5 separate regions of the Mus musculus genome follow, and all the other regions are linked to region 4. A link is a contact called in public Hi-C, HiChIP or PLAC-seq and Micro-C data. All regions are on one chromosome and are shown on one strand. The core of a region is the stretch at or near the end of the contact, and the rest is flanking DNA. Distances in the headings are between cores, read along the strand shown. Region 1 has its middle 92 kb from the start of Gm33430. Region 2 holds the start of Lats2 (large tumor suppressor 2). Region 3 has its middle 73 kb from the start of Gm33430. Region 4 holds the start of Fgf9 (fibroblast growth factor 9). Region 5 holds the start of Xpo4 (exportin 4).

Region 1 (4,839 bases), core at 1,804-4,303, 450 kb after region 4:
GTGGCTCTTCTTCCTATGACAGAGGTAAGGCTTTTACACTGGAAATTAGGATTTCCAGAGAAAGTTTTGAATAGATCTTGTAAAAAGAAATGAAGTTATGGTTATCCATATTTGGTGAACATTAAAAGTCACCATGAAAGTGTAATGATGCAGACCTGCCCTATGCTCCGCCTTTGTGCCTGGCCTTTCATTCTCAGTGGCTTGTGCTTGAAATCTTTGCACCTGTGACATCTAGCCCTGATATCTTGTAGTAGGGGAAGCTTCTTGGTTGAGTCATTAACCTAAGCCTACTGCAGGATTACTGTACTGAAAAACAAATCTAAATCCTTTCCCTTCTTCTCATTTTAGGGATGTAGCTGTATAAATGGCTCAGACCACGGGAATCCAAGGCCCAGCCTGAGTGTCCCTTCCCAAAGCAAGTCTTCGTTCCCAGAGCCTCAGATGGGATGGCATTTGTTTAGAGGAGGAGGCAGTTGGACTCTGTGGAGTTCGGCCAAATGGACAGGGATCTGAGAGGGACTCTGGCCTAATGGGGACCAGATTCAGATGCCCACTGGGCTTGGAGGGCTCAAAAATGGCAGGGATGGATTGTGAAGTACAGGAAGGACTGTGGAAGAGCCAATACTTTTCTGGGGACAAACAGTTTCTGAGAAGGTCCCCACCTGCACCTAGGAAGAGCTGTCTCTGCTAGGGAAGTTGGAAGCTGAGCAGCTGATTTTGAAATTGAGCACAGTTGGGGTCTTGGATGGCAGAGTTAAGGGACTGGGGAAAGGCAGGACGAAAAAAATCTATTCCTTCCCATTCTTGGGTCCAATGGGACTGTGGGAGAGGATGTTGGGAGCACATCTGGAGAAGGGCTTACATATTTGCTTCTTTGTTTTTGTGTTGGTGAGTATTGCAGGAACTGCGTAGAACAATTTATAAAGCAGTATTTGGAAGGGGCCTTCCAGGCTATAAGGGACATCAAAAGTACAGGGCAGAACCAACTCATCTTTTTCCATAGCTCCTCTAGGGTGTGTGGTCCTAGAAATAAAGATCTGTAGCCACTGGATTGCCAGGAATGAAGGCTTTGGGCATCACCCTGAAAATATGCTTTCTGGCCCATTGTCTTCAGTGTGGTCAGCTCTTGGCTTCTCTGTGGCTGAGTTGAAATGTGTTTGAGGATGTGGGTATATACCACTAGAAGTTGAACTCTTAACAAACAGATAGACAGCTGACCAAGTGTTGTCCACATTTGGAAGTTGATGGTAACCCTATCCCGCCATAATTGACAGCATCAAATCCAACAATTCAAAAGCAGATGATTTTATTGGTACTTTCTCCCTTCACCCCTTGCCCTGTTTCCAGTTCCTGTACTGTAAATTTCCTTTGCAGGTCTATCCAGTGCTCTTAGTGATTGTGTGAGAAATCCCCATAGACCTACGAGATCCCGAGGAAAAGCCTCAGGATAAGAGCCTAGAACCTTTCAAATAGATTTTTTTTTTTTTTGTAAAAGAAAAAAAAAAAGTTTCAGTTGTCTGGTCTCCACCCCCTGCAGATCAGAATTAACAATATCTGGAAAGGCTCTGAGCAGAAAAGTGGAGTAAATTAGGGGAGTCCTCTGGGACCCCAAACAATCTATGGCTTTGTGTCCTGTGTCTAGAGGAAACATTAGCACATTTGAGGTGACCCATGGCTTGGACCCTTCTAATAAACTAGTTTTATGAAGAAAGATTGGGTTTAGACATAAAACGTAGGGAGTTAGAAAGGTGGTTCAGTGGTTAAGACTACTTGAGCTTCCAGAGGACCTGAGTTTGAGTCCCAGTACCACATGGCAGCAAACACTTGCCTGTAACTCCAGTTCCTGAATCTTCTGTCCTCCGTGGGCACCAGGCACATACTCACTGCACAGATATGTATGCAGGCCAACACTCATACACAGAAAATAATACAATAAAAAAAAACATAAAATGGAGATAATAGTCATAGTGACCATAACAATATTATAAGTGCCTTGATCCCAGCGCTTTCCATATATGGAGCACTCAAGCCTTAGGAAGCCTGCTAACTCTATGACGTAGCACCTTGTTTACCCTTTATGGTAAGTAAACCTGAGAGGCAAAAACTGGTGGAGGCTGAGAAGCCTCAGGTCAGAAAGATGCCATGTGCTGATGTCATAGGTTGTAGTGCAAGTACATGCAAAATACCTTATTCTAACCTGATGTGCACGATGCCATCCAATCCACACCCGTGCTTCAGCTTCTGAAAAACTACTCAGGTGATTTGCCATGGAGAAATGAAGGGTATTTACTAATGCTGCTACCAGTGAAGTAATGGATATTTCTAATAATTGTCAGGGTTCGCATTCTTGCCTGCTTTACAAGTCCACAGTGTTCTGGAGAGTGTTCACACGTGCCTCAGCTTCTCCTTCCAATTCTTCTCATTTGACAATAGCCCTGGGGAACACCCGTCTTTCTTTGTCCTTGTCAACAGTGACACATGGGTGACATTGCTGGGCTTCCCACAGTGCATGCTGTTGAGCTGTTGAGTTAGGCTTTCCTTGGTTACAGTCTTTTCAAACCCCGGAAACCCCTATGCTTGCAGCTGCGGACCATTCACAGACTGTTAGGCTGTTCTGGCTGCTGCTTGGGCTTTCCCCTCCAAACATTGAGGTAAGGGAGATAAACCTTAAGGGGTATATTTTTCAAAATGTCTGAACTTCTTTGCCAACAAAGAACTCACAAATGGATAAGGACCTTGCCAACGGGAAACATCCTAGCCCTGACTTCATCCTACCTCTCACTCCATGGGAAGGGTGACTTCTCAGGGTGTTTGTCCCCAGAGATGGACTTCTGACATGGCTGAGGCTTTATGCAGGTAAGAGCTAAGAAAGCACTGGCTTTTCATAGTGAGCCAAGGTGCGGAAATGTCTTATATTTAATTTTTGTAACTATAAAAGTGTGCTTTTCTCTTGTTATTCTTGTTGGCTGTTTAACAACATTTCCCAGCATGGTGGAATGTCACCACTCCATTTTGGCTGTTAGCCCAGACAGTGGATGTATTGTCTGCAGGGAGACTGTCCCAGGTCCTGTTAGAGCTAACAATCTCCTTTGCTGTTTGTCTGGAAGAGACCCTATGACCGTGCAGCGTGCATAAAGTTTCACTGGACATGAGAACATCTGCTACATGACTCAGCACCTCAGGTACACATTGAATAAACCAGAGGTCCAATCCAGAGAGACCCTGGGAGGCCAGCACGGCTCTCTTACTGTCCTGAATGTTTTTCTGCCAATCTCTATGTCCTTTAGTGTGACCTTGCCTAACTTCTTCCTTTGTTCTCTCTCACTCAGGGACAGTGGTAATCATCTCAGACTTTATATGGAATGGCCCTGCTTTCCTAGTGGTGAAATTCTTTTTAGCATATCTGAAAGGAAAAGAACGAGTCACCCACACAAACATCTCAAACACCAGTATTATAACCCTGGCCACCTTCCGACCAGCCTCCAGCCTCTTGCATTCAGAGAGCTGGCTGGACTCTCTGACCCTCGAGGCTCAGCTACTTTGAGCTCGTGGGTAAGGTCAGGTGAGCACGTGACAGTATGGAGTGCATCCTGCTCTGCTTTAGACAGAGTCTGGGTCTGATCTCTAGCTTTGATCTCAGTGGTCAGAGGAGCGAAAGCCAAGGCCAGGCCTCTCCCAGCACCCATTACTTGTACCCTGGGAGTTCTCAGTGTTTCTGAGCATAAAGGATACATGTGCAGGGTGATCCCAACCTTCTGACTGATGCCATTCAAGGAATGCTGGTTGCTACACAAGGGAATTAATTTTCACAGGTACCATATAGAACCAAATGTTGATTCTCTCTGTCTCTGTCTCTGTCTCTGTCTCTCTCTCTCTGGTCCTACAATTTCCATGGCATTAGCATCTGGGGAAGCAGAGTGGCACCCCATTGGACAGACTGCAAGAGTCAGTGTTGGAAATTATGAGGAAGAAGAAAAACCAGGTCAGACCTCCTCGGTGAGATCTGAACTTGAATATTTCAAAGTTCCTTGACTGAATGTAAATTCTCACAAGGCAAGTTCCAATGAGGAGTTGAATTTGCAAGCTGTAAGGGGACCTCCTTCCTTGTGAAGGTCCAGCATACTCAGCCATCAGCAACTCTTCTGTGATAGGGCTAATAGTGGGTGGCCTTCTCATGTGGCAATGGCTGACTGTCAACCCGTGCACTTCCTACTTGGGGTTGCAAAGGGTGTCAGCACTGTACCTAGGGAGAAGTGAGCTCTCCTATTTCTTTTTTAGTCAGCTGCTTCCTCTCCCCTATAATTTCCCCTGCTCCATTTAGACAGCTGTGTACCCACTGGAAGCAGAGCTGGCTATCCAGGCTCTAGCCAGTCGGAAGTCTTCTAACGCTTTGAAAAGATGTCAACGTCTTCCCACAAATGTCCCCTCCCATGGAAGAGGCCAAACTGTGTCATGGCTATCATCAAGCAGTTTGGGCCTGGAATCCAAGCCTGGTGTTTACTGGTGCTCTGTGACTCTACCACCTGCTGTTTTTCAGGTGGCCTAGAGTTGAAGGAGACAAATAGCCTCTAAATTTATCCTTGTCTATTTGAATGTCCCCAGCAGTCATGGGAGTAACCATCTCGGGTGAATGGAACAGCACTTTACCTTGGTGTCCTGAGCAGAAGGGAGGGGCGAGGGGGAGTGGAAGATGATGCTTCTATTACTAATATAAGCCATGCTCAGCTGCTGGTTATGGAATGCTTGGTGGGATCCAATACTTGGTTTTTGGGAAGTGGGGGTAATCTGTACCTACACCTGGATCAAGCATTGTGTCCCCGGGGTGACTTTCCTGTATTC
Region 2 (4,885 bases), core at 1,676-4,175, 330 kb before region 4:
GTCTATTAAAGAACCCCAGAGGGGAAATCAACCTAGCTCAAGTACGTGTGTGTGTGTGTGTGTGTGTGTGTGTGTGTGTGTGTATGTATGTGTGTGTGTGTGTGTGTGTGTGTGTGCGCGCGCTCATGCACTCTCCAGCCTATTTTAATGCAAAAGCATGATTCTTTTAGATCTAAGGCCACCAACAGGAAAAGATGAAGGGCTACAGCTGATGGAGGAGTGTGGAGCTACTCTTGGGAGACTCCAACTTCTGTATAAAGTCACAGGAGTGAAGAATGTATCCAGGCAGTCAGACAGTGCTGCCGGGGGTGGGGGGCTGGGGACTTTTAATGTTTATGAAATAAATAAAACAGGAGAAAGACTGGGGGGGTAGGATGGAGTTAATTAGTAATGGAAAGTGTTAGCCCTCAGCATTCCTACTTCTGATAACTGTCAGCAGGCAGAGGGGTTCACATTCTAAACCCAGGCCTACTTCACTCAAAGCCAACTTCCATTCTTCAAGGTCTATGCCTCCCTAACTGTTTTAGAGACCGGCAGGGACTGCAAAGGTATCAGCAATCAGAATTAACAAGAAATGCAAAGTCCTGCTATGAAATATAACACTTTCCATTTTTCCTCTCCCCCTAAAAAATCCTATGTATGTCAAATATTGGCACACAAACAAAAAGTACTTGTTAATTAACTTTACAAAAAAAAAAAATCCACCACTCTCACAATGAAATCGACACAGTCTAGACATTAACCAACATAAAGTACTTGCCAAGTGAACGGCAAGCATTAAGCAGTGCCAAATTTCTCTCCTAATTTTAGTATCTCCACCAATTATCTCTACTTCCAACATTACTGTTTTATTATAGCTTCAAGATGAAACAACAAATCAAGTAGCATTGGGCTTAAAAGCATTGAGAGAGAGCAGTTAACTAACATTCAGGGATATTAGCAGCCCAAGCAAGTCCTGAAAACTCTGAGGGTGCGTGCTCCTCAGAGGGTGACACAACAGTTGTGCCTTTACACATCCCTCAACTCCAGCTGCTCCAGAGAACACACCAAGCAATGAGCTTTTTAGAAGGACTGAGATTTCTGGTAATTTCTACAGCTTCCACGAAGCTGAACCGCTCCTTCTGTGGACTGGAACATATCAACCATTTGTACAGCACATTCACAGCCAAGACAACATAAATGCATTAAATTTATCATCTGTAGTCCTTCAAGCATACTATTTTTAAATAGTACGAAATATTACTTAAAAGTTTCGCGCTATTACAAGCATGAAATAAATACAAAACGTTGTGTTGGTCTAGGTTTCCCGATACAAACACAAAACCCCCACCCCCGCGTTACCCTCCCCCACATGGTTCCCCAATAGCTTTCGTTCGAGTTTAGTGTGGATTTACCAGCTCCAACCTCCATTCTACTCTCCAGTGGGTTTTAAGGGCCTAGGGCAGGCTATTTACAACACAGCATTTAAAATAACAAGGCATTTTATTGTAAACGTGTTCCCCGCCCATCATTGAAAGTCCCTCCCACCACTGAAAGTCCCTCCCACCAAGGCCGTGATTTCTCGAAGGAAAGAAATAACCCACAGCTCCAATTTACATTTATACTATTCCAACTAGATGGCGAAGCTGAAAAACTCTCAGTTCAAAACTTCGGATTCTGTAATTCTGTATAGCAGCCTCTGTTGGTACCATATGAAGCTGACATTTTGAAGTGTGGTAAAAGTTAAGCAATTTCAAAGGAACCATGGTGAATTCGTTCAACAGCGTTTTCTATACCTGGATAACCAAAATTTTACGAGAGGCTGAATACTGTAATGTATTGTTAACTATAGTTAAGTTAAAAACAGGCTTTCTAAGCAGCGTCTGCATTCCTATGCTGGAAGATTTTTTTTTTTTTGTTAGCGCCTTATTACAACAGTTGCTAAAAGGGGAGAAAAGAAAAATCACAAAAAGTAGCCTTGTCTCCAGATTTAGCACTCAAAACTGGTGAGCATCATTTACTGACCTAACCTGGGGTTAAACTAAAAATATGGAGCAAGACTTGGTACAAATTCCCTAATAAGCGGCTACATTACGGGCAAGCAGGGGAAATTTAAAGGCGTGAAAAGTCCTCGCTCAAACTTTTTTGTCAACAAAATCTGCACGTCCAGTTCTCTCCCGCTCACACTCACAGGCATAAGTTTTCACCCGGCCGCCTCCTGCACGCCGCTGGTGGCCGAAGTCGCCCGGGCGAGACCCGGGCCACGCAGGCGAGGCTCGTGCGTGACCAGCGCTACGGACTCAGGCCGTGGAGTCGCGGCGGAGGCCGGCCCGGGAGAAGTCGGCTCAAAAGAGACGTTACGCAACCGCCCCGCACCGACCGCCGGACGGCGCAGCCGGGGACGGGACACCGGACACCGGGCGGGCACCGCGCCGCCGAGGGCCAGAGGTGCAGCGCGCAAGGCCGCGAGCGCGCGTGGTGGACGGCGCGGCGCACGGAGGCCCAGGCTGGGCGGGGTCGGCGCCGCGGGACGCGGGGTCTGGGCCTCCGGACGCCGCCGCGCGAGCACAACAAAGCCGCCCCGCCGCCGCCACCCGCTGCTCCGCACCCGCCCGGGACCCAGCGGACGGGTTGTCCCTGTCCCGCAGGGCAGCTCGCCCGTGGGACCGGGCGGAGCCCTGTCCCGACAAACTTCCCGGCCGCGGCCCCTCACCTCCGGGAGCGCTCTACACCCTCGGCGGCGTCCTGGCCCGCGGCTCCGGGACCTCGCGCGCCGGGAGACCGGGCGCCGGTGGCGGCAGTGGTTGCTGACCCCGGAGGGTCGGGGGAGCCCGGGGAAGCGGCGGCGGCGCTGGCGGCGGCGGCTCCATCTTCCCGGGGCGCTCACGCCGCGGTTCCGAAGCGCAGACCCGAGCGGGACATTCGCTACATTGTTGGCATTCCACGGGCGTCACGTGACCCCTCCTCCCGCGTCACTCCCGGCCGCATACCAGCCCGGGCGGGGCGCCCGCGGCCTTGCTACCCGCCGCCCGCTCCGCCCCACGGGCCGCTTCCTGCGCCGCCTGGCTGGGCGGCCACCTGCCCTGCGCTGGGCTCGCGTCGGAAGCCCCCAGCCCGGGAGCGCCGGTTTCCCTAAACGCCTCGTACCAGTGGGTGAGAAAAGTAAGTTCACAGGCCCCGGTGCCAGCCACGGAAAGTGCAGCCGGCTGCTGAGACCCGGGCATCAAATAATAAACCGGGACGCCTGACAGCCTGGGCTTAACCGGACGCAGGCTAACCAGCTCCCTCCCTGGGCACGTTTTAGGAAAGTGCCTTATGGTTTTATAAAACACATCAGTATTGCACGAACCAGCCGAGGAGACTGGCGTTTACACTTCGGCCACTCCTTTATCCTCCATTTGGGGATTTGGTCCAGGGACAGACGCTGAGAAATAACAGCGTGGAAGCAAAGTCTTTCGTTTACTATTGGCTGTCTAACGTCACACTCCCCACCAACTTACGATCTGTGGTAAGTGATGGTGGGGACTAATAGTCTTAAAAGTCAACCAGACTTCCTCTTTAATTAGCAAACGTGACATTTGAAGTTTCAATTCCGGAAGAAATTCACAAGAGTGAAGATCATTTGTACCAGTTTTTATTTTTGTCCTCGGGAAGGAAGTCGAGCCCCCTCTCCTGTGCCAAATTCAGGCTGTCTTGTCAGAAGAACCCTTGTCAGGACTGTTTTAACTGCCTCAACAGACTTTAGTCCTGGACTGCCCCTCACCACCACCACCCCCACCCCCACCCCCACCCCCACCTCTCTAATTCCCTTAAGGCTTCTTCCAGAGATTCTCATTTCTTTGTCCTTTGAACTTTAATAATTAAGCCTCTTGCAGATTAGCCTCATTTTCTTTAGTCAGCCTGACCCTGTGTGCTACACTGACATCTTGCACCGTGATGAGAAACCAATGCATCAAGTAATATTCTGTAAAAGAGGAGTCTAGCACTCACCTGGGAACTTCCTCCCCCATCTCCCCAAGCGCACTGGCAACCTTCACTGTGTGTTAAAAGTTCCTATCTCTTGCTCTAAGAAATGTTAGGGAAGCCGGTTAGTGATGCACACCTATAATCCCAGCTCTCAGGAAAGCAGGTGATCTCTGAGTTCAAGGTCAATCTGGTTACAGAGAGAATTCCGGGACAACCATGGCTACACAGAGAAACCCGGTAGAGGGGGAAAGTAGGGGTGCAGAGGGAGGGAGGGATGGAGGAAGGGAGAGAGAGACAGAGAGACAGAGACACCAGTGCCAAGGGATCCAATGCCTTGTTCTGTGGGTAAATGCACACACACATGTGCATATGCTTAGCACAGACACACACATAAATAAAAATAAATCTTTTTTTTAAAAGAACAAAAATAACTTTCTTTTTGTCAAACAGTGGTGGCGCATGTCTTTAATCCCAGTACTGAGGAGGCAGAGGCTGGCTGACCTCAGAGTTCGAGGCCAGCCTGGTCTACTGAGTTAATTCTAGGACAGCCAGGGCTACACAGAGAAACCCTGTCCAAAAACAACGAAACAAACAAATAAGCAAGAACTCTTTGCAACAGCACTATTTATAATAGTGAAAAGCCAAGGACAGCTGGACAGCAGGAGCAGAGAGAGAGAAGCTAAGTAAAGAGGCCGGCTTTATTTCTGCCAAAGGACAAATGATTACAGACAGAATTCAGAACCAATGTGGGGTGAACAAAAGCAAACTGCAGAACTGTACATATGTCATGACACCATCTCCATAAATAAACACAGGCTTTGGACTCTGTACTCACCTCTCTTACATACCACAACCATGATAGCCATAGCCCATTTACAACCATGATAGCCATAGCCCATTTACAACCATGATAGCCATAGCCCATTTAGAAGGAATGGAA
Region 3 (4,893 bases), core at 2,348-4,847, 430 kb after region 4:
CATGAGACTCAGGGCTCTATGGCACTTTCCCAATTGGACACAGTTGGAGATTTTTTTTTTTTTTTTGGACTCCATTTTCTTTACTCGAGATGATAAACACTTAATGAGAAGATGGAACTTATGGAAAGTAGCCAGAAGAGAATAGCATTCTCTTGAAGGAATTCCACTTCAGATGCCGTGCTGGAAAAGGAACCCTCGACTCCTGCCCCCTTTGCCTTTTGATGCTGGTTTTAAAAACTGTGAAAACAGAGAAAGCCAAGTGTGTGGTCTTTGGCAATTTCATAATAGTCAGCTCGGGAGACGGAGTGGGGGGGGTGGATTGCTGGAAAGAAATGATTGCCTCTCTCTTTACGATGACAGAAAACAGTTGCAATTCAAAAATGTGAAAGGTTCTGCAACCCCTCCCATTTGTCAAATCCTCAGGTTGTCCCCCGCCACCCTTCCAGGTGGTGCTTTCCATAAAAACCTGGGAGAGCCACACTCCTCAGGGTGCCCTGGGGGCACAGCCATTGTCATCTGGGAGAAACTTGAGAATTAATGAGACTTGGAGGAAAGGCTCTGGATTTTTCTGCAGGGAATTGAGACTCATTTCCTACCACATTCTACAGCCTCTGTCCTGCTCTCCTGAGCATAGAGTGTGTCCCTGGATTTCCCAAGCACAGTTGAAGGAATTCTTGTCATCCCAGGCACCAGCCCTGTCTGCATCATTGATTTGCTTTACATTGTCACAGGACACAGCAGGCTCATTGAAGCTGAGAGGTCCTCTCCTCTCTGAGTACAAAGCAGCTTAGTAAAAACAGCTTCTAATTAACTGCCGCCCTCAGAATAGACCAACAGTTCTGACTTTTTCATCTTTTAAATCTTTCCCAAGGCTGGTTTTTATTATGTAGAAATGTAGTCGAGATGCCTGGGGCTGAACTCAGAGCTAATTCCACCTCTTCATGAGTGTGTGTCCTTTGCTTTACTGGAAACATGGAGTGGGAGACTCAGCAGAGGCCTCGCAAAGTGACGGAAAAGCTGTATCCCCTGGACCGGCTCACAGTTCCCTTTTCAGCACAGTGTTAGGTGTTGGCCATGCAAAGGGGTAGAAGGCAATGGAGTCCTTGATTATTCGGTCAGTGAACATGGGGGTTGCAGTACTAGATTGGGAAAGGTCCTCAGAGTATCCTATATGCAGGGCTTCTTAAATGTGTTCTGTTCTTGACCCTTTTATTCCTAAGAATCAGTGTGTGAAAGCGTCACTTCCCATGTCCACATGTGTGCCTTTGGAGGCCTGAGACCACTGTCAGGGGTCTTTCACAGTAACTCTCCACCTCAGTTTTCGAGTCTTTTACTGAACCTGGAGCTCAATAATTCAGGGAGACTGGCAAATTAACTAACCCCAGTGATCCTCCTGTCTCCATGTTCCCAGCACCAGGAAGGAGTACAGGTGCACTCTGGTACACTCAGATTTTCTGTGTGGATGCTAGGTACCTCGGGTCTTCATGCTAGCATGCTCTTTATTTACCTCTCGTGAGAAAATTTTACATGATATCAAGTATGCAGATATATCAAATAGCCATACAAGCCAAACTTTTACTACTAATAATAAACCATAAGAAAAATGTATTTTAAAAATATTTTGAATGTATGTAATCTTACTGTTTAAAGACTATGGTGGTTGGAATGAGAATGGTCCCCATAGACTCATGTATTTGAATGCTTAGTGCCCAGTTAGTGGAACTGTTTGAAAAGGATTAGGAGGTGTGGTCTTGTTGGAGGGAAATGTCATGGCCCTGGGCTTTGAGGTTTTCAAAGCTCACATCACGCCCCACCCCCTTCTCTCTCTGACTGCTGCCTATGGACCAGGATGTAAAGCTCTCAGCCTGACTCTTCCAGGACCAATCCTGACTGCTTTCCTACGGGATAGCAGTGGCCTCACCCTCTGAAACTGTAAGCAAGCTCCCAATTAAAAGCTTTGTTTTCTAAAAGCATTGCCTTGGTCATGGTGTCTCTTCACAGGAATAGAAAAGTGGCTAAGACAATGACATAAGGAGATTTCTGAACTAAGGAGATAGATGTGTTTGCTTATTTTTATATCCAGAGGGACAGTTAAATGGCTCAGCAGGTAAAGGCATTTTCCACCAAGCCAACTGAGCTCAAGCCCCTGGCGGGTGGGTAAACTTTAAGAAAATTAATTTTACAACAATTCTTTGGTATACTGAGAGAGCTGACTTCTGAAAGCTGTCCTCTTCCCAATGCCCTGTCCCTTCCTCCCCCTCCCCCTCCCCCTCCCCGTCCCCTTCCACTTCCCCTCCCCTCCCCCTCCCTCACTGTCTGACACACACACACATACAATTTTAAAATATATTTTTATATTAAAAATTAAATCTCAGCTGAATATTTGATAAAGAGAGACACAGAACACTGTCAATGCTTTTTGTAGTTATTCCATGTCTTTATTTTATAGTTATCATTGGTGAGAATATAGTCTTAAATATGTCAAGTGGCAAAAATACTTAGGACCATTACAAATTGTTGGGAATTCCATACTAAGTAAAAATTTAACTTTTTAAAATGGAGTTTGAGTTAGTTGCTTAACATTAATTCTTAAACTTAGACATTCTAACACAATATATTCCCCAAAACTATATTGATAATTGCATGCTAAGGAATATGGTAAAACAATGTAAAATTTTTGTTTTCCCATAGCTAAACCATTATGTTTTTACAAAAGAAAACAAATGAATAAATAGCAATAGCAAGCAAGCAAATAAACAACAACAACAACAAAAAAAAAACCCTTGTACTTGGAGTAAAAAGAAACTGGAATTAATAACACACAGTTATGTAGAGTCTAAGCTGAGATGTTTTAGGCAGTGTTCATTCACCCTGCATGGCCATTACTTGAGTGATGCAGAGTGTGTATGCGCTTTCAGAACCAAGGCCACAGTGAGGTGGCACCATGCATCATGGGAGAGTATGTCAGGAGCAACTTGTCTACCTTGTATATTTGATTTTGAAATAATTTTTGGGCATTTTTACATGTGTGACACACATACATACACACACACACACGAGAGAGAGAGAGAGAGAGAGAGAGAGAGAGAGAGAGAGAGAGAGAGAGAGAGAGAGAGAGAGAACCCCTACAGGGTCAGGGGTTTTAAAAGTTGTCACTCATGGACTGGTGAGACAGCTTAGTAGGTAAAGATATTTGTTGCTAAACCTGATTTCAGTCCTCAAGACCTACACAATAGAGGGCTAGAACTGACTCCTTCAAGTTGTCCTCTGACCTCTTCACATGCTCTGTGGCACTCATGCACCCAAGCAGACAGACTCACACTCAAATGCCACATAAATAATTAGTTTAAAATGAAGCAACTGAGCTGCAGATAATTGTGATATTTGCAGGATGTGTTTGACAACATTAAAGCATTCCTGCGGTTAGTTGATGGCCTTTCTAGTACTAGGTCCTAAACAACAGGCTGATGAGGCAGCCCAACGGCACTGTCCCAAATCCTCAGAAGGAGCGATCCTCTAACTCTCTGCTTACCTCCATCACAGGAGACCGCATGTGGCTGCCAATCCCACAGCTGTGTTGTATCTGCTGGATTCTCCTTGGAAGTTGGACAAAACTGCACATCCACCCGCAGTCCTCTAAGATGAGTCAGGGGCAGACTAGCCTCTAACACGCTCTCTCTGGCACCTATTTTTGGATGTCTGTGACTTTGATTCTTCATCCTCCGTAGCTTCGAGACTCTGTTCCAATGACATAGGTCAAGTCCTCTGTAGTTCTGGTAAATTATCAGCAATGTAAACTACGTGCATCTTTGCCCTAGGAATGATTACTCTGCAGGCTGAGTCTCTGGATTCTTCTGCTGTGACAGATTCTCCTGTTGCAATGAACAAGAAAGAAGAGAGATGTCCAGGAGCTGAAGAAAGCAATCATTCCCAGAGCTGGCTTAGACAAAGAGTGCTCTTAATTCAAACTAGTAGTCGTGAAAACCCTTAGTGAAGGGGGAATCAAATGGGTACAGCGAGGTCCTGTGTCTGGGCAACACTTCAGAAAAATGATAGTAAAGCCTAGACCTAGGCTATGGGGAAAATGGTCAATTTGGTACTTGCTGCTCTTTCTTGGAGAGTGAGTTGCCGTGAAAAGGGTGAAGCATAGCTATCCAATGACAGTAGGGAGAGGTTGGCACAGCTGGGTATGGGCTGTAGCATCATAAGACATGCCGTGGGCCTTTGGCACAGGAAGGGAAGGTGTTGTAGATGAGAAAAACCTTGGATAATGGACACATGTCTTTGGGGAGGACGTAATCATGGACTAGCGCAAACCTGCTTTCAATTAGAGAACTCATTAGTGGCCACCTCTCCTCAAAAGCCTTCTACAACCTGGTAACGCTGTGCTATTTGTCCTTTGAAACTTTTCTGAGGTTTTCCGCTGTGCCTACCTGGCCATAGTGATATTGTCATAATGTATGTGGTGGGTGTGGACTGTGTCGGATTCCCCTAGACTCTCCCCTCACTCCCCGGTACTCTAAGGAGTATTCCAAAATATTTGTTCAGTTGAGCCACTGCCCGTTCCTGGGAGTTCAAGATCCATGCCAGACAAAAGGATTAAAGGACCGGGACATATCACGCCACGCCATGCTACGCCCCTTGCACAGCATTTTCATCGAATAAGAATGCATTTGAAACAAACATCAAAGGCAACGTTAGAAGTGTAAAGTAGTCACAAAGGCTGCAATGAGGCTGGGCTGCATGTTTGGGGCACAGAAGGGACATCCATTCTGCACTCTCTGCAGAGTTCTGCATAGTGTGCTTTTCAGTGCACTGTGTCGCACTGGGACTCTCTCTCTCTCTCTCATCACCAGCTGGAAGTCCCTTCCTAACTATTTATTTCACTCTCTT
Region 4 (4,429 bases), core at 138-2,637:
GAGCCCTGAGCAGCGAACAGCGCCCGTGCCCAGCCGGCGGCTCCTGTCTGGCTCTTAGGCTATGCAGAGAGCTTCGGGCCATGGAGCAACCCTGGAACTCGAGCCTTTCACTTCCAGGCAAAGTAGAGCTCAAGGTGGCAAAGCCCGTCCTGAGTAGCTTTGTTTGGGGGCGAGAGAGAACTCATTGGAACCTTCTCCCTGAAGACGCACACTCAGATCTGGGGCGTGAGTCGAACTCAAGGACAGGGGCTGTTTTCAGGCGCCCTGGGTGCCCTTTGCTCCTAGCCGCGGGAACCTGGGGGGAGGCAGGACCCGAACAACTCAAAGATGCGAACCAGAATTCCCTTAACAAACCCGAGTGTGGGCCCACCAGTGTGTGTGTTTTGTGTGTGTGTGTGTGTGTGTGTGTGTGTGTGTGTGTGTGTGTGTGTGAGGGAGAGAGAGAGAGAGAGAGTGAGAGAGAGGGAGAGAGAGAGAGAAGAATCTGACTCACACCCAACTGTCTTACCTGCAATATTGTTTGCGCGTCTGTAAGTCTGGCTGTAGAATGAAAGAGAAACTGCCCTGTCCAACCAAGCTCCCTACACCAACCCTTCCCTCCCAGTCTATTTTATAATGCGACGCAAGGTTACAGAGTCCGCGCGAAAACTGCTTTCTCAGTTCCCCTCTGACCCTGCGTCTCTAGCAAGCTAGATTTCTTGTGGCCGAATGTCTTCGGGCTGCTGCTTCCCGTCTCTGGCACCGCGTCTCCGGCGTCTCTAAAGCCGGGTTTCCTAGGTCGTCCTCCCGGAGAAGTCCCGCGCTCTGCCCGCCTGTGCCCGGCCTGCGGCAGAGCGGCTCGAGCGTCAGGGCGGGCGCTAGGACCGGGCGGAGCGGGGCGGCCGCCGCGCTACCTTAAACCCGGCCCAATGCCGCCGCCTGCGCCACTCTGCGCGCCGGCGGGGGCTGCGCAGGAGGAGCGCTCCGCGGCCACGGCGCTGCGCGGCCCGCGCGGCGACACCTGTTCGCGGCAGCCCGGGCAGCACGCGAGCTCCGGGACGCGGTCCTCGCCCGCCGCTTGCCGCTCGCCTCACTGCAAGCCGCTGGACCTCCGCAGAGCCTCTGCAGCGTTCTGGATACTAGCTTTGGACGCCGAAAGTTTTTTCCCCCTTCTTTTTGTTATATTATCTTTATTTTTTGGAGGAGGGACTGGGAGGAGAGATTTGTCGCCGCCGCCAACGTGAGATTTTTTTTTTCCCCTTGAAGGATTCATGCTGATGTCTGCAGAGTCGGTTAGAGAGTAAAAACAGCGCATGCCTTTCTGGAGTCAGGATCCGTAAATTCTGACGTAGCCCGAGCATCTTAAAAATCCCTGTAATATCGCCCAGGCACTTACGTTGCTATGGTCATTCTGATCTCTAAGCAAATGGAGAAACTACGGATTTTTTTCCCTTATTACGGTCGGATGGGATGAAGACCTTTCTGCCTGCTGAGAGTCGAGGCTCCATATGTAGCGATGCATAGCTGTGTTGATCAATGTCAGTGTGTGAGTATAAAGTGGTGGCTTCTTAGACTATCAGTGGTTTGACCTTGAACCTGTGCCAGAGAAACAGCCGATTACTTTTATTTATGCATCGGATGGATTGAAGAAAAGAACCCTTTTTCCCTCTCTGTCTGCAACTGCGGCAAGGGAGGGGAGTTGGATATACCTCGCCTAGTGTCTCCTGGTTGATACCATCATTATTGTTTATTCTTGTGCTTAAAAGCCGAGTCCTCTGATGGCTCCCTTAGGTGAAGTTGGGAGCTATTTCGGTGTGCAGGACGCGGTACCGTTCGGGAACGTACCGGTGTTGCCGGTGGACAGTCCGGTGTTGCTAAGTGACCACCTGGGTCAGTCCGAAGCAGGGGGGCTGCCCCGGGGCCCCGCAGTCACGGACTTGGATCATTTAAAGGGGATTCTCAGGCGGAGGCAGCTGTACTGCAGGACTGGATTTCATTTAGAGATCTTCCCCAACGGTACTATCCAGGGAACCAGGAAAGACCACAGCCGCTTCGGTAGGTATGCCTTTAACCCCTCACTGTCCACGCGCTGACACGGTCAGATTATTAACTACCAGAAAGGTGGTGGTTAGGCGGGGATGCTCGAAGGGCTATATTCTCATATTCATAACCCCTGCCCCCCACATCTTTGAGTATCTTGCCAGCCCAGGGAGGGGAAAAAGCCTCCGGAATTGCAGATCTGCGTCTGGCATTGGTGCAACTTCACCCTCAGAAGGCCCTTCTTTTCTTTTTCTTCTTCTTTATTTTTCTTAAAGGAGGGTGTGTGAGTGTGAGTATGAATATAACCCAAAGCCCAAGTTTTTTCATTTGATATGTGAGACGATAAGGTTTAAGAAGTTTCTTTTTAAACGGACCCATTTCCATTAGTTTAAAGCTTTAACCACTAAGAACTTTAAACTGCATCCAGTTTCCTGTAGGTAGCTGGTATCTTGCTCAAATTAAGTTTTTTTTTCTCCCTTCCCTTTTCCTCTAATAAGCATTCTGCCTGAATTGTAAATTAAGCGTGTCGTTTATTCCCGGTGGCTGGTCTGAAATCTCTCAGGCAAAGATTGCTGGGTGATCTGGGGGAAGCACTGAAGTCGTGTTTTAGATCCGAAACATCCGGGGCAGAAGCCCCTGGGGAAACTGACCCGAGTGGGGGCGGAAATCCCACTAGGGGTGCCGGCTCTTCCATCCGTTGGTTCCCAACCTCCGCTTTTTAATTTCCACAGCGTGTAGCCTTGTGTGGGTTTCCTGAGTGGCTTTCTGGTGTGAGTGTTTGCGTGCGCTTGCAAAAGCTGCAGGCTCATTTTAAAGGGCATTCCGAAGATTTCACGTTCCGAGCAGGGTACTTGTGACTCAGCACCGAAGGCTGCAGACTCAGGTGGGGACTCTGCCCACTTTCGTGCCTCCACACACGTGCCTGGCGGGGCACCTTCAGTGGTGCAGTGCTAAGTCAGCGAACACAGTTCTGCCTGGCGTTGGGGCGGGGGCGGGGTGTGTGGAATCTAGGTTTTTCCCCTTATTTAAAAAAAAGAAAAAATAAATCCACAGTTTGGGCAACCAGACTGTTGGAAGGAGTTAACTCCTGAGTGAACCCACCTGACAACACTTAGACTAGGTCGTAAAACCAAGTCCTGTGGTGATTTTTCTTCCTCATGCCTTAATGCCAGATGTTGAACGAAATCTAAACTAGGTGTTTAGCTTCATGGTCTGTGGATGTTGCCGGGAGGTGAGGAGGGTCCAGGCCTGGATGAAGATAGTCTAGATTCTTGAGGCCCAGGGTTTCCCCCTTGGCTCACTACTGAGGCTGGGCTCAAAAGTGAACCCAGTCAATTTTCCCCACTTGACTTGTGTCCCCCTCGCTGCTTAAAAACAGAAAGTGTAGCTCATTGCTGCGATTATTCCTTCGAATGCTAACCTGATTAACCTAACTATCTTCCCACCACCCCGTAAGTAAACGCCGCTGCTGCCTGCCTGTCGCTAGGGAAGACTAAACTTTACTGGAGTGCTTGTCTAGTTGGCCACCTTAAGGACTGCTACGGAGCCGGGTTTCTGGAGCAAGCCAAGCAGCGGGAGGCCGGTGGCGGCGGGGATCGAGTGTCCTAGGGTTCAGGGCAGCCAGCTTGATGCCCGGGCAGCCCGCTTGATGCCCGGGGCAGCTGGAGCCCGGTCCTCCCGCGCTCCGGGCCGGCAGGTGCGGGCTCAGCCCCCGGCCCCGCGTCGCTCTCGTTCCGCGCGGTCCTAAGAGCGCTCGGGTTCTAACTCCCTTTCCACGGTGCTCCTGTGCGCCCCTCCGTACTGCGGGGACCGCTGGGGTTCAGGGGAGGGAGGACAGGGACCGACACCTTTCTGGTCGCGTGTCGGGTGTCCGACTTTTCTTTTTTGCCCCTGTCCAGTCCCCTTGCTTTCTCTTTGTGTGTGAGTGCGGGTCTGGTGGCGCTGACAGCCGCCGCCCGAGGAAGCGCGGTGGTGGTGTGCGGTGTGGGAACCGCTGGAGGTGCGCACCGCAGCCGGAGAGTTGGTGGCGGGGACGAGGACAGACTGGAGGTTGGAACTGAGCTTTGCGGTCTCACGCAGGGTCACCCCCTTCTTTCTGAAGCGCGCAGCAGGGTTTGGGAGAGTCCTAGGGCTCCGCTGGGTCTGGGAGGTGGGTCGGGGGCCCCTGGCCAGGCGAGGCCACAGTAGCAGGGGTGGGGGTGGGGGTGACAAAGGGCCTCGCAGGCGGTGCAGGGGGTGGCATGCTATTGTTAACCACTAGCCTAGGGAAGGCATCCGGATCTAGTCTCACAGGAGCAGAAGGCCGGCTGCACTCGGAGCGCAGGGCTGCAGGGGCGCTGCGGCCAGCCAAAGCCACCTTTATTGTGTGCATTTCCCGGTCCCAACCCGGGGTGCTTCAGAACTGGGCCCA
Region 5 (4,594 bases), core at 1,057-3,556, 410 kb before region 4:
ACTTTATGTTTGACATCTTACTCCATAACCTTAAAAGGACTGATTCTAAATGTACCCTTGTAGGATAATTAATATGCTGATTTTGAGAAAAACAACATGTTGAATAAAAAATTAACAGTTAAGAAGTGTTAGGATTTAGCGCGTGCCTGTGGTCTAGCACTCTGAAGGCTGATGAAGGACCACAAAAATGTCAAGGCCAGCATGGGCTACAAACATAGTGAGGTCTAACCTAGCTATGCTACAGAGTAAAGAGTTCTAAATTCTGAAATGGGAATCTGGTAAACTAAGTAATGAATCAGTTTCATCACTAAATTTGCTGTGACCTACTGCTTTGAACCTCAGTTTCTCTCCACAGTACAAAGCTGCTACAGGAATTCATAATATAGAACCCAAATCTAGCACTCAACAGAATACTAGTACTGTTTTTCATGCCCATCAGGCCGATGATGAACACCATCAATTAACCTATCAATTTCAATACTAGAGCACTGTTGAGTTCTTGGAATTTAATTAAAAACATTACCCCTATTTCCTAGGAAATCAGGTATTTTCGGGGGTGCTGTATTTGGGGATTTTCGTAAACTTTTATTAAACCTAAGATTTTACTGCATGTTTTTTTAAAAGATTTATTTATGTGTTTTATCTGCATGGCCCGTGGAGGTCATCGGATACCCTGAAACTGGAGTCAAGGACAGTTGTAAATCACCATGGGTTCTGAGCAGGGTCCTCTGCTAAAGCAACAAGTGATCTTAATCCCTGAGCTGCCATCTCTCTAGGCCCTCTTCTCACTTTCTAAAAGCCAAAGCATCTTATATTGTATGTGAAGACAAAACTTAATGGAGTTACAATTGGTAACTACTGACTACCTGACCTGGGAACCTGCTCAGGTCCTCTGGAAAAGCAACACGTGCTCTTAACTACTGAGCAGTCTCTCCAGGCCTTAACTAAAATATCCTTAAATAGGATGCTCCAACAGAATCCTTGACAGTAACCTTAAAGTAGGGTAAAAAAGAAATCTAGCTGCATTTAGTTGTTAAAATGTCTAAATCATTTCAAGTAATAAAATGGACATCTAATTTTAAAAACAAAACAAAAAACCCTACAAATGCAATCGTCATAATTTACAAAGAACGAAAGAAAGAAATCAGGCTGAGCCAGCAAGCATAAGACACACAGTTTACTAAGTAACGAAACAGTATCCTTCTCCTTACTTTTGCTCCCTATGTGAAATCCTGTTTATAATACCGACTCGTCCTGCTCAAACACCCTCACCAAACTATTTCGTGGTAGTTGTTAGACTTCAGCTAATAAGTACCTGGGAACCTGCCACAGAGTCAGTTTTCCAAAACGCGAAACCCACAAAGAGTAGGTCTTGAACCAAGTTTTGCCCCAACGACCTTGGTCCTAAAGATTAGCCTCTCTCCCTCCGGCCGGTCCGTCCACGTGCCGCCTGCTGCGGTTACCCAGAACAGTCTGCATGTCAGGCAAAGAGCTAGGGGACCCGATCCACAAGAGAACGAGGGTTGCTAACAGCACCCAGACTATGCCATCCCTCTCCTAACAGGATCAACTCCCCAGCGTCATGCACACAGTCCCAAGAATGTTCCCTAACCCAAGTCCTGCGGGGTTCACCCTGTGCCTTGCTCTGCTACCCAGTCTGCCTAGCGAGGTATGGAGCGAAGCTGGCGGCACAGGAAACTCTCCATCTTACACCACTACACCCCAGTGCCAGGCGGAGGAACAAGGCGGTCAGGGAAGGAGACAGCACTAGAAAGTAAAGAACCAAGGCAAGAGGAAAGTAGGATGGAGAATCCTGCGCCACGCCACCACCACCTCCACTTCAGGGTTCATCCCAAGGCCCTTCCTGGCCACCAACCCAGCGGACAGCAGGCCTGACCAGGGAGAGCCAGCCGGAGTCCCACTAATCCCCCGTTTCTCCGGACCCGGCGTCCTCACCATCAGAACTTTGGCCGCGTTCTCCAGCTGAGCGATCACTTCTGGGGGCCCCAGCGCCGCCGCCATCATGGTCTCTCTTCAATGACGCGCCATGCGCTGCATTCTGGGAGCAGGCGCCGCGGCCGGCCAATCGCCGCCGCGACCCCGGCGCCTCTCGCGCCTCCCGGGCTGTCGCAGCAGCCGTCGGCGTCGCGCCCCCAGCGGCCTGACGGGACCGCCGATTCCTGAGCAGCTGGAAGGAGACAAGCGTGAGCCCGGTCGCGGCGCTGGGAGGAGGGCGGCGGCAGCCGGCACCGGGCGAGGCCGAGCGGTTGGCTCTGTCAGCCGCGGCCGGGCATCCCGCGCGGGTCTGGGGCCTGCGCATGCGTGGTTCCCTGCTGGGTGCGGGCCGCGAGGTCCTGGACCGGAGCCGCGCAGCCCGTTAGCTGCGGGTTAAGGTTTGGGTGTCCTGCCCGTGCGGGAGCTTCCTCTCGCTCCCATAGGCTGTCCGGTGTGGAGCAGGATCTCTTAGCCTTGGAAGCGCTCTCCTAAGGGTGCGTCTACGCCCAGAATTCATGCCTCCCGCTCCGCGGTTCATTCCGCTGTGAGAAAAGGGCATCCGTGGACGAAATGCTTGGTTTTCTTGATTTTTGAAACCCTCTCCCTAACCACTTGGCTTCCTGAAGTCAGTAAGGGCTCAGCTGCCGCCAGCTTTGGACTTCAGGAGTTTATAATAGCAATGCTAAGTACAGAATCTGCGAGGAAAGGTGCGTTACAGTAACTTCAACGCGCTGTCTTCTCTCCGGTTCTTTAAGGTTTTGTTTTTCAAAGTCTACGTCCAGGAAAGTGATCCCGACATCAGCTAGTTCAATGTTCAAAAGGTGGTCTAGTTGAAGTATTTGTATGTTTCGACCTGACAGCTCCATTTTCTGAGTTTTGTTGACTGCCTGTTCTGCTTTCTGGGGAAAATCCACGTTTTTGAGTTCCTTCTGTAGACTTCCTGGTTTTCCCAGAGATTTGTAAGTCTGCCCTCCGCCCCTTTGAGGTTTTGTGTCTTCGAAATAGAATTGCATTAATTTTTAAATGATTTATTTTTTATTTTATGTGCATTGTTTTGTGTGCATGTATGTCTGTGTGAGAGTGTCAAATCCCCAGCAACTGGAGTTACTGATGATTGTAAGGGTGCTGGAACTGAACCTGAGTCCTCTGGAATTGCAGCCAGTGCTTTTAACCACTAAGCTATCTCTCTATTACTATTGTTTCTATTGAAACAAATGTAAATTCTTCTCTTCACCCCACCCACTCTCAGTGCCTTTATTTATTTATTTTATATGTAAATACACTGTAGCTGACTTCAGACTCCACAGAAGAGGGCATCAGATCTCACTATGGATGGTTGTGAGCCTCGATGTGGTTGCTGGGATTTGAACTCAGGACCTTCAGAAGAGCAGTCAGTGCTCTTAACCGCTGAGCCATCTTTCCAGCCCCTTTTCTTGTGTTTTTAACAGGATTTTTCTATTCACGCTGTAGACCAGGCCAGCCTCAAACACAAAGATCCACCTGCCCTCTGCCTCCTCAGTGCTGGGATTAAAGGCATGGCCAATCGGTTTTTTGTTTGTTTGTTTGGATTTTTTTGACTTCTCTACTATTTTTGAGAAGTAAATTAATGAGATTTTTTTTTTTTTGCTTGAGAAATAAAAGTGTCTTTCATTTCATTACCAGATGACAAAATTAGTTGAAGTGCTGTTAATGGTGGTTTTCCTGTTGAGATTTGTGTGAACAGGGGCCAGCCAAATGGCTCAGCAGATAAAAGAACTTTCAGTACTAGCCTGAGGACCTAACTTCAATCCTAAAGTGCATAGCAAATAGAGAGAACTGACTGTAAATTGCCCTCTGACCTCTGCACTTGTCTGCCTTCATGCATCCGTAACATACACTGTGCTAGTTAGTTTTTGTCAACTTGACACAAATCTAGACTTACCTGGTATATTGGCTGGTTTTGTGTGTCAACTTGACACAAGCTGGAGTTATCACAGAGAAAGGAGCCTCCCTTGAAGAAAGGCCTCCATGAGATCCAGCTGTCAGGCATTTTCTCAATTAGTGATCAAGGGTGAGAGGGTCCATTGTGGGTGGTGCCATCCCTGGCCTGGTAGTCTTGGGTTCTATAAGAGAGCAAGCTGAGCAAGTCAGGGGAAGCAAGCCAGTAAGGAACATTCCTCCATGACCTCTGCATCAACTCCTGCTTCCTGACCTGCTTGAGTTCCAGTCCTGACTTCCTTTGGTGAGAAACAGCAATGTGGAAGTGTAAGCTGAATAAACCCTTTCCTCCCTAACTTGCTTCTTGGTCATGATGTTTGTGCAGGAATAGAAACCCTGACTAAGACATCTGGACAAGGGTCTTTAATCTTGAAAATTAAGTAATATTTCTTAGTTGAAATATTACTTTCATCAAATTATCCTGTGAGCAGATTTGTGGGGCATTTTCTTGATTAATGGTTGATGTGCAAGGGCAGGTAGTTTGGGATCATCCTGGTCTACAGACCAAGTTCCAGGTCAGCCAGGACTACACAGAAAAGCCCTGTCTTGGGGGCTGGAGAGATGGCTCAGCAGTTAAGTGCACTGACTGCTCTTCCAGAGGTCCTGAGTTCAAATCCCAGCA

The links. Hi-C and Micro-C count contacts between places; a contact is called where the count stands out from the background. HiChIP or PLAC-seq counts read pairs in DNA pulled down with a chosen protein or histone mark.
Region 1: an H3K4me3 HiChIP or PLAC-seq map of stem cell-derived neural progenitor cells shows a contact between it and region 4, with 13 read pairs. The contact joins the enhancer-like site here to the promoter of Fgf9 in region 4. A contact is called at or near these places in 2 of 39 promoter capture datasets (cranial neural crest and hippocampal neurons), 7 of 484 Hi-C or Micro-C datasets (the C2C12 cell line, embryonic stem cells, myocytes and 2 more), 12 of 115 datasets of contacts at active chromatin or transcription factors (craniofacial prominence, embryonic forebrain, embryonic limb bud and 7 more) and 2 of 9 other capture datasets (embryonic stem cells and liver).
Region 2: a Micro-C map of embryonic stem cells shows a contact between it and region 4, with 5 times the contacts expected there. The contact joins the promoter of Lats2 here to the promoter of Fgf9 in region 4. A contact is called at or near these places in 3 of 39 promoter capture datasets (all in embryonic stem cells), 14 of 484 Hi-C or Micro-C datasets (differentiating embryonic stem cells, embryonic stem cells and hematopoietic stem and progenitor cells), 4 of 115 datasets of contacts at active chromatin or transcription factors (all in embryonic stem cells) and 2 of 9 other capture datasets (adipose tissue and embryonic stem cells).
Region 3: a Hi-C map of uterus shows a contact between it and region 4, with 4 times the contacts expected there. The contact joins the enhancer-like site here to the promoter of Fgf9 in region 4. A contact is called at or near these places in 3 of 39 promoter capture datasets (the C10 cell line, cranial neural crest and hippocampal neurons), 13 of 484 Hi-C or Micro-C datasets (the C2C12 cell line, cerebellum, embryonic stem cells and 5 more), 14 of 115 datasets of contacts at active chromatin or transcription factors (cardiomyocytes, craniofacial prominence, embryonic forebrain and 8 more) and 3 of 9 other capture datasets (adipose tissue, embryonic stem cells and liver).
Region 5: a contact with region 4 is called in a Micro-C map of embryonic stem cells, with 5 times the contacts expected there. The contact joins the promoter of Xpo4 here to the promoter of Fgf9 in region 4. A contact is called at or near these places in 1 of 39 promoter capture datasets (pre-B cells), 1 of 484 Hi-C or Micro-C datasets (embryonic stem cells) and 1 of 115 datasets of contacts at active chromatin or transcription factors (embryonic stem cells).

What each region holds. Positions count from the first base shown.
Region 1 is chr14:58,518,083-58,522,921 of GRCm38.p6, forward strand. No RefSeq gene overlaps it. Among named protein-coding and RNA genes, the nearest start is that of Gm33430, 92 kb to the left of the region's middle. Within about 2 kb of position 3,054, at least 24 of the 459 cell types and tissues checked have an H3K27ac peak or open chromatin away from gene starts, as enhancers often do. A contact at or near this core is called in neural progenitor cells and stem cell-derived neural progenitor cells, where this site is marked.
Region 2 is chr14:57,743,198-57,748,082 of GRCm38.p6, forward strand. Lats2 (large tumor suppressor 2) reads right to left here and starts at 2,926. Exons shown (of 8, transcript NM_015771.2): 1 at 2,693-2,926. It overlaps Gm52140, which reads left to right. Exons shown (of 3, transcript XM_030248241.1): 2 at 2,098-3,141. The coding sequence ends at 3,115.
Region 3 is chr14:58,499,489-58,504,381 of GRCm38.p6, forward strand. No RefSeq gene overlaps it. Among named protein-coding and RNA genes, the nearest start is that of Gm33430, 73 kb to the left of the region's middle. Within about 2 kb of position 3,598, at least 8 of the 459 cell types and tissues checked have an H3K27ac peak or open chromatin away from gene starts, as enhancers often do. A contact at or near this core is called in the C2C12 cell line and uterus, where this site is marked.
Region 4 is chr14:58,071,299-58,075,727 of GRCm38.p6, forward strand. It overlaps Fgf9 (fibroblast growth factor 9), which reads left to right and starts at 1,388. Exons shown (of 3, transcript NM_013518.4): 1 at 1,388-2,034. The coding sequence starts at 1,758.
Region 5 is chr14:57,662,932-57,667,525 of GRCm38.p6, forward strand. Xpo4 (exportin 4) reads right to left here and starts at 2,307. Exons shown (of 23, transcript NM_020506.2): 1 at 1,957-2,307. The coding sequence starts at 2,025.